Regions from separate parts of the Zea mays genome. Here region 2 is linked to region 1. Evidence: chromatin contacts called from public Hi-C data. All regions are on one chromosome and are shown on one strand. The core of a region is the stretch at or near the end of the contact, and the rest is flanking DNA. Distances in the headings are between cores, read along the strand shown. Region 1 holds the start of LOC100285213 (heat shock 70 kDa protein 4). Region 2 holds the start of LOC100192830 (leucine-rich repeat (LRR) family protein).

The links. A called contact is a pair of places that touch in the nucleus more often than the background predicts.
Region 2: a contact with region 1 is called in a Hi-C map of leaf, with 4 times the contacts expected there. The contact joins the promoter of LOC100192830 here to the promoter of LOC100285213 in region 1. A contact is called at or near these places in 4 of 25 Hi-C or Micro-C datasets (ear, leaf and tassel).

Annotation. Positions count from the first base shown.
Region 1 is chr8:91,925,771-91,929,502 of Zm-B73-REFERENCE-NAM-5.0, reverse strand. LOC100285213 (heat shock 70 kDa protein 4) reads right to left here and starts at 2,045. Exons shown (of 10, transcript NM_001158107.1): 1 at 1,833-2,045; 2 at 279-1,505. The coding sequence starts at 1,448.
Region 2 is chr8:92,058,764-92,062,564 of Zm-B73-REFERENCE-NAM-5.0, reverse strand. LOC100192830 (leucine-rich repeat (LRR) family protein) reads right to left here and starts at 1,942. Exons shown (of 1, transcript NM_001138021.1): 1 at 1-1,942. The coding sequence starts at 1,727. The coding sequence ends at 483.

The DNA of each region.
Region 1 (3,732 bases), core at 796-3,295:
GAAAGGCTATTCAACTCTTGACACTGAAAGTGATTTGAACTATTTTTCTTGAACTTGTAGTTCCAGTGGCACACATTTTTCTAAACATTAGCAAGTCAGAGTGGGCAGCAACAAACAGCTTTCCAAGCCATAATGTGTATGTCGTTATGCAAGTATTGCAGTATCCCCATTAGTTTCAACGGAGCATAGACGACAGTCTATCATATAGACCGGCACTAGAATAATCTAACCCTGCCATAGCTTAAAACAACATAGGAAGAAAAAAAATGAGATTATACCTGGAATTCCCGCACTTTGAAAGTGGGGCTGAGAATAGCACACTGGAGAGCACAGCCCCGCGCAACACACTCGCTTGCATTCATGGTTCGTCTCGGCTCCTTCCCAAAAAAATCAGTGATTATCTTGATTATGGCTGGAACACGAGAACCAGATCCGACAACCTCAACAAAGTGCACATTTTCAGTTGTCAAGCCAGCTTCAGCCAAGGCCTTCTCCAAGGGTCCTTTGACACGTACCAGCACAGGTGCACTGATGTGTTCAAACTCCTCTCTCTTAATAAACCCTCTCACATCTTTCTCATCCATCAAGCACTCAATGTTCAGTGGGGCCTCTGGGTTGGCGCTCAGCATCTTCTTAAGCTTCTCACACGCCACACGCAACCTAAGGCATGCACGGGCATTCTGGTAAACATCAATCTTATATTCTTCTTTGAACTTCGCCGCGAAGTGCTTGAAGAGGGCCTCATCGAAGTCCCTCCCACCAAGAGAACGGTCATATGCATGCGAAAGCATCTTGAGCTGTCCCTTCTTGTAACCGACAATGCTGACCTGCAAGCTAGCATGGCCGACATCAACAAATGCAACGTTTAGCTGGTCATGCTCCGGGAGGTCAGTCTTATAAATGCCATAAGCCAATGCCGTGGCAGTTGTCTCATGAAATAGCTGCAACGGCGTGAGGCCTGCAATAGTAGCAGCATCAAGAACAGCCCTGCGCTGCAAATCACTGAAGTACACAGGGATGCCAATGCAGCAATCAACAACCGCAGTCTTAAGGTTCCCCTCAGCAATGCCCTTCAGATTGGACAGCACCATGGCAAGCAGCTGGGTGGGGGTAAACGTCCGCTCCTCGCCCAGGAACCGCACATGTACCAAGGGAAATCCATCGGGGCCCTCCGTGACACGGAACGGGAAGGACGCGAGATCACTCTGGAGCTCGGGGTCGGAGAACTTGCGGCCGAGCAGGCGCTTGATCTGAGAAATGGAGTTTTTGGGGTTCATGGTTGAGGACGCGGCGCCCGCCGTACCGATGAACCGCTGCTTGTCCCCGAAGCAGACGATGGCGGGTGTCTCGCGTTTGGACTCATCGTTGAGGACCACGTCGATGCCGCGCTGCCGCGCGACTGCCACAATGCAGCTCTCATTGCCGAGATCGAATCCCACAACGCTCATCTTCGGTTCACCCTCAGCCGCTGACCACTACAGAATAGATCTGATCACAATCAATCCCTGCAAACAGCAGCCAGATCTAGCAGTTAGGTCCGCTAGCCGCATCACAATAATTATTGGCATATAACCGTGAAACCGTCAACCGTGTCCTCCTCGGCCACAGAAATGATGTACAGAGGAAATCGATTTTTCAATCCAAAAGCGCCACTAAACCCGACCTAAAACCACTGAAACCCCCAAATCCCAACCCTCGGCTAAATCTAAAAAAACATATATAAAACGCGGTTTTAAAACGCTAAAAAGAATCCGAAGGCAGAGAAAACTGCATGATTATGTAGGTCGACCGGGAGGACGCAGAGACCGGAAGGCGGAGAGATCGAATGGTACCTGTGGCGGCGCGGGGCAGGCCGTGCCGGCGCCGGGGCCGTTGGAGACTTCCTGAAGCTCGGTCCTAGCAAGCAGCGGCGCCTCGACTTCTCGCGTCGTCGTCGTCGTCGTCGTCGTCGTCGTCTCTACGAGAGCTTTCGCGAGGGAAGGCGGGGATATATCTCACCGAGTACGAGGGGCGGGGCGCCGTGCTGCACTGCTGTGTGGTGTGGGTGTGGCGGTGTGGCCGTGAACGTTCTAGGAGTTGCCAGAGATACTGTTCGTTCTTCGGACTGACGTGTTGGCCCAGGTTCTGTTCATTCTTTCGTCTGACGTGTTCGGCCCGCGCTCGCAGGAAGCAGGTCACAATAGAACGTTCTGGGCTCTTCACGACTCACTAGTAAAGTGCTCGCGGTCCGCGCGAGCCCCCGTTTCTTGACGTGTTTACATAAGATACAAAATCTTATTGCTTAGAGAGGTATATATACATATATAATTGTTTGAAGTAGTAGAGTAGTTTAGGTCGTAAATAATATAACATGAGCAGTGTGAACGCTATCTTACATTGATATTGTGTGTAGCTTACCTTATGCCTTTAGTGAAATCTGCTCGAGCTATCTTCATACTGAATTAGAACTCTATAGTTTTTTAGTATGCTGTGATAACTGGCAAGGAAATTATTATAATATATATAAACTAAAAAAACACCTCAACAAAAGGTGTGTCTAGCAATAAAAGAGCATATGCCATGCTTAGTTAGTCTTTGTGCATAAAGTGAGCTACAATTGTCTATGAGGACAAAAAAATGATTTCAATTAGGAAGGATGAATAGTAATGATAACTTACATGCTAAATGAAAAAGATTTTTTTTGAAACCCTGCAGGTCAATAGATTAGTTGATAAAAGAAGAAGAGCATTTAGCATATCCATTCTACAGGCTTGTTGAGAACAATATAATTGAGAAACCCTTTCTTTAATCTATCAGTTGAAGCCTTAAGGATCTCTTTATAGTGTTTCCCATAATTACAATTCCTGTAGTTTGCAAATTGGAACTGCGGAAATATGAAACTTTCATCAGGCGTATGTTCAAATAAGAGTTATAAAGTCACTTGTTCATATGAAGAAACCTGAAGGAAAAAACCCCAACCTTGATAGGAGGCAGGAGCTGTGCATAAAAGAAGAGGTTTCACCCATTCATTTTATGCTGGACAAATGAATGACTCACAAACCCAAGAAAGCAAAATACAGCTTGGTTTATTAGCATTCGAAGTCGTAATGAGTATGCAACTGAACAATTTGGGTGATTCTTGGTTGATATAGTTGTATCGATGTTTATACATGTTGACATGCATACGTATATACAAGGATAACACATTTGATCTATGAATCTGTGTCAGTGTTGCTATAGTTTATAAAAAGCAATTATATATTTGTTTTCTCAGCATCCAAAGTCAATATGAGTAATGAACTTAGACCCTTTTTGGAAAACCCAGTTTTTAAAAAACCAGTTTTTTAAGAGACCAGCTCCTTGATTTTAAAAAACCGAGAATCTAATTTCTATAAACTGAGTCATAAACTGGTATGCTTGGAACCTCCTTAATTTTTATAAACCAGTTTTTTTAAAAAAAAATTATTGCTATCAAACAGAGTTTTAGTAATCTAAATATTTCGTGTATCATGATGAAGATGTATGTATGCATGTAGATATAATCATTACAAATTGCGTTTATTGTATACGCATTTATCGATGGAATCTAAAAGTTTTGCAAAGAATATATATTGGAAAATGCAGTAAGGGAATAAGTGAATACAGACAGTCAAATAATTCTGTAATGTTCCTTGTCCTGTTATTATTCCTGTAAGCCATTTTCTCCTTACTCACCGAAGTGCAAATGACACTATAGAACTTTAGTTGGGTTCA
Region 2 (3,801 bases), core at 693-3,192, 130 kb before region 1:
GTGGGGTACATTCCTTGGTCTGAAAACTTATCTCCGGGCTCCCAACTGAAAGCAGTAGCTTAACTGAAGAACTTATGCTCAATTCCCCCTATACATCCGAGGCCCAAGGTGGCGCCAAGTCACCAACCAATCCTCCTCGTCATCCTGACCTCTCTCTCAAGCAGTCAGCCAATTAGCAATCAATCCAAACTCAAATTGTTCCCTCCAATCCTTTTCACCTCCATCTGACCATCTATTTCACCATCACCGTGACGCAAACCCCGATCGACGCGAAAAACAGAGAACGACCAATGCAAAAGCAAGGACGATATATGCACCTTATAATAATAAACTTCTATATGCCAGTAGCTATCAATCAAGAACACTACTAATCTAAGCACAACAATGACTGACCACATACAATTGTGACGGCGAACTTTGTCCAGCGCAGCGGCGGTGGCGAATTTAAGGTGAAAGTGATATTGCTTCTCTCCCGCAGCGAATCATCGGTAATGCGCAGGTGGCGGAGGCGATGCGTACGGCATGGGGTATACCGGTGGCAAGGGGCCGGGGTACGATGGCGGCGGCGGCGGCAATGGCGGAACAGGGACAAACGGCTTGCACTGGAAAGAGGCGCAGTCGACGGGCGGCTGCGAGTAGAACGCGGCGCACTGCTGCGGCGTGCGCTGCGCGGGGCGGCTGGGTAGGCAATTCTTCGTGTCGCCGCCTCGTGGCACCACGCGCGCGCAGGACGGCGGCTCGCCGGTGAAGAAGTTGTATGCGATGGTGAGGTTCTTGAGGCGCGGAAGGTCGCAGATGGCCTCCGGGACGGACCCCGACAGGCGGTTGTGCGCGACGTCCAGCTGCTCCACCTTGCGCATCCCGGCCACCTGCTGCGGCAGCGGGCCGACGAGAGAGTTGAAGCTAACGTCGAAGACGGTCACCTCCCGGAGCAAGCCGACCTCTGGCGGGACGCAGGAGTCGAGACCGTCGTTGATGAGGAGGATCTCGTTGAGCGTGCCGGACATGTTGCCGATGCTGGCCGGGAGGCATCCGCCAAAGCTGTTGTCGGCGAGCACGATGACGGAGGCCGGCGAGTTGCCCAAGTTGTCGGGGAGCGGCGAGCGGAGGCGGTTGTGGTTGAGGAAGATGGCGTCGAGCGGGCGGTCGAAGAGCTCCGGCGGGATGGCGCCCTCGAATTCGTTGAAGCGGAGGTCGAGGAACTTGAGCGCCGGGAGGTCGAGAACGACGGCCGGGAACGGCCCGACGAGGCGGTTGTTGCTGAGGTCGAGCTCGACGAGGAGGCGGAGCCGGCGGAGCGTGGCGGGCACGAGGCCGCAGAAACGGTTGGAGTTGAGGTGGAGCAGCGAGAGGTCGGCGAGGAGGCCGAGCTCCGTCGGGAGGTAGCCCGCGATGTCGCCGTGGTTGAGGTCGACGCCCGCGACGGAGAGCTCCCCGGCGCCCGGCACCCCCCGCGGCAGCGGCGCGCAGAAGACCCCAGTGTAGTTGCAGACCCCCGGGCCCACCCAGTCGGCGGTGAAGCCCCTGGGGTCGGAGAAGATGGCCTGCTGCTTCCACGTCTGCAGCGCCAAGTACGCGTCCCGCAGCCGCTGGCTGGGGAAGCGCCACGACGGGTCCACCGACACCGCCAGCTCCGCCGCCTCGCCCTGGCTCACCAGTGACACTGCCTCGCCGGCAGCGGCGAGGCAGAAGAGGAGGGACAACAGCACAGCCTCCCTAGTCATCATCGCACCATACCACCGAAAGCAGGGCAAAGAAGAGGTTTCGGGGAGGAGGGTGCTTGTGTTCGGCTCAATCCCACAATGTGGAGCGGAGGGGATTGTGGCGGCGGATTCCTGTGGAGGGAAGGGGATGTGAGTGTGAGCGCCTGGAGTGGGGAGAGGAGTACAGCTGTGTCACAGCTCACAGGGGTTGGGTGGGGTTACCGCTGGGCGCGGAGCGGGGACACCTCTTCCGTTCTGCCTTGTGCGGCGGCGGAGAATTTATGGCGGGGGAGTAATGCCGGGGCCCCCGCCGTGTCTGGCCCTGCCACTTGCACACGGGAGGTGCCGAGGAGGAGGAACCGTACGGTAATTATGGCGGCGATCGGGTGGGTTTACTTTTGATTTCCAACTCCCTTCGTCTACCTGCTAGTTATCTCTCTAGTGCTGGTTTGACAAAGGAATGTGAGAGTATTTGATGGGAGGAAATTCTCGGCTATTCCGGTTTAATGACATTAACAAGGCATTTTCTCCCTCTCAATCATATCTAATTTCCTTGTCACTAATCAGAAAAAAATCCCATACAACCCAGATGCAAACCATAATTCCTGCAACCCTTTATAATCTGAAAGATAGGCCGCACCGGGAGCAGCAACAACGACGTTTAAAACACTATTTTGTACTACATGGTGGTGCATCGTTTTTGAGTCCACCATCAAGGATATGATTGCTACAAAAGATTTCTACCAAACCAGTCCTTATGGGGAAACAAAGTCTATGCATAATTAGGGGTGGTAATGGATCGTAATTCAAATGTTTATTCATAAATTGCTAGGGCCCTAAATTAGTTTTAGTTGAAAAATAAATAGAAATATGGCTCGATCCTAACATTTTATAGTGTCAAAATTTAGAGCCCATCGTCGCCACTATGCATAGTAGATGCAAACTCATTCCATTGCAACCCTCACATTTATAAACGATAGGTCCACATGGACAGAAGTTACAATCAGTACCAAGCGGTTGTAACTTGTGTCCTTATAGATGTGGTTCTGTAGCTCATTAATGTGAAAGGCCACAACGAAATGAGTTTGCATCTGGTATATATATATATATATATATATATATATATATATATATATGTAGCCCTGGGCTCTCTCTAGCTAGAGAAAGTCCTAGTCATCTAATCCGAACGATCGACCCACTAATCCAGACGCACCACCCCCTGAACCACCAACATGATATCAATAGATTTTACGATTAGTTACACAAACGTTTACGATGGTTTACACCACGACCCGCTCCCTCATTACCACCGCATCCACTCGGTCAACCGCGACCCGCGACCATATTGTGAGACCCCACCACAACCATCCCACGCGCCCCAACTGCTCTAACATAATCCGCCGCCGTCATCACCCTCAACCTCCACCGTCTCCATTGTTCCTCCCGTCTGACGGTGCGTTTGTTGCCCCCCTCGCTTGCAGGGTGGAGGCACGAATGAGGCGCCCATCATCTCCATCCTCGGTCACCACGATGCCACGTAGTGCCATGCCATCCACCGCGCTTACGCCGAGGCCTACGACGAGGAACTCCTTTGCTCCATCACAAACGAGATCTCCGGTGACTTCGAGGTAAAGTGACCCACCAATGATCATTGCCACATGCGCGGGCATCTTCCTCTGCATGAATCGTCTCCAAATCTCTCTCTCTCTCTATGACTGGGTTGTGATGGGACCAAAGGGTTGTGATCCTGTGGACGCTCGACCCAGCGGAGCGTGATGCGATGATGGCTAATGAGGCGGCACGTAAGTGGAAGCCTGAGGCTGTACGCAGTCGAAGACTGCATGGCCTGCGCTATCCACTATAGCGTAAAACACCTTCTGCAGCGGAGACTGCATGGAGTGCGCTATTTTACAGTGGCAGTGGAGGAGCGTTATATCAAGCGTTGTACGGATGCAGTGCGCTATCCACTGTGCCGTGAGGTTGGCCAGCAAAAACGCAGTCACGTGTACATAGGAGAGAATTAAAAAATGATATAATACGTAGTAGTTGGTATAGAGTTGAGATATGGAATAAATATGACTGCGGAGGTTTATGGTAT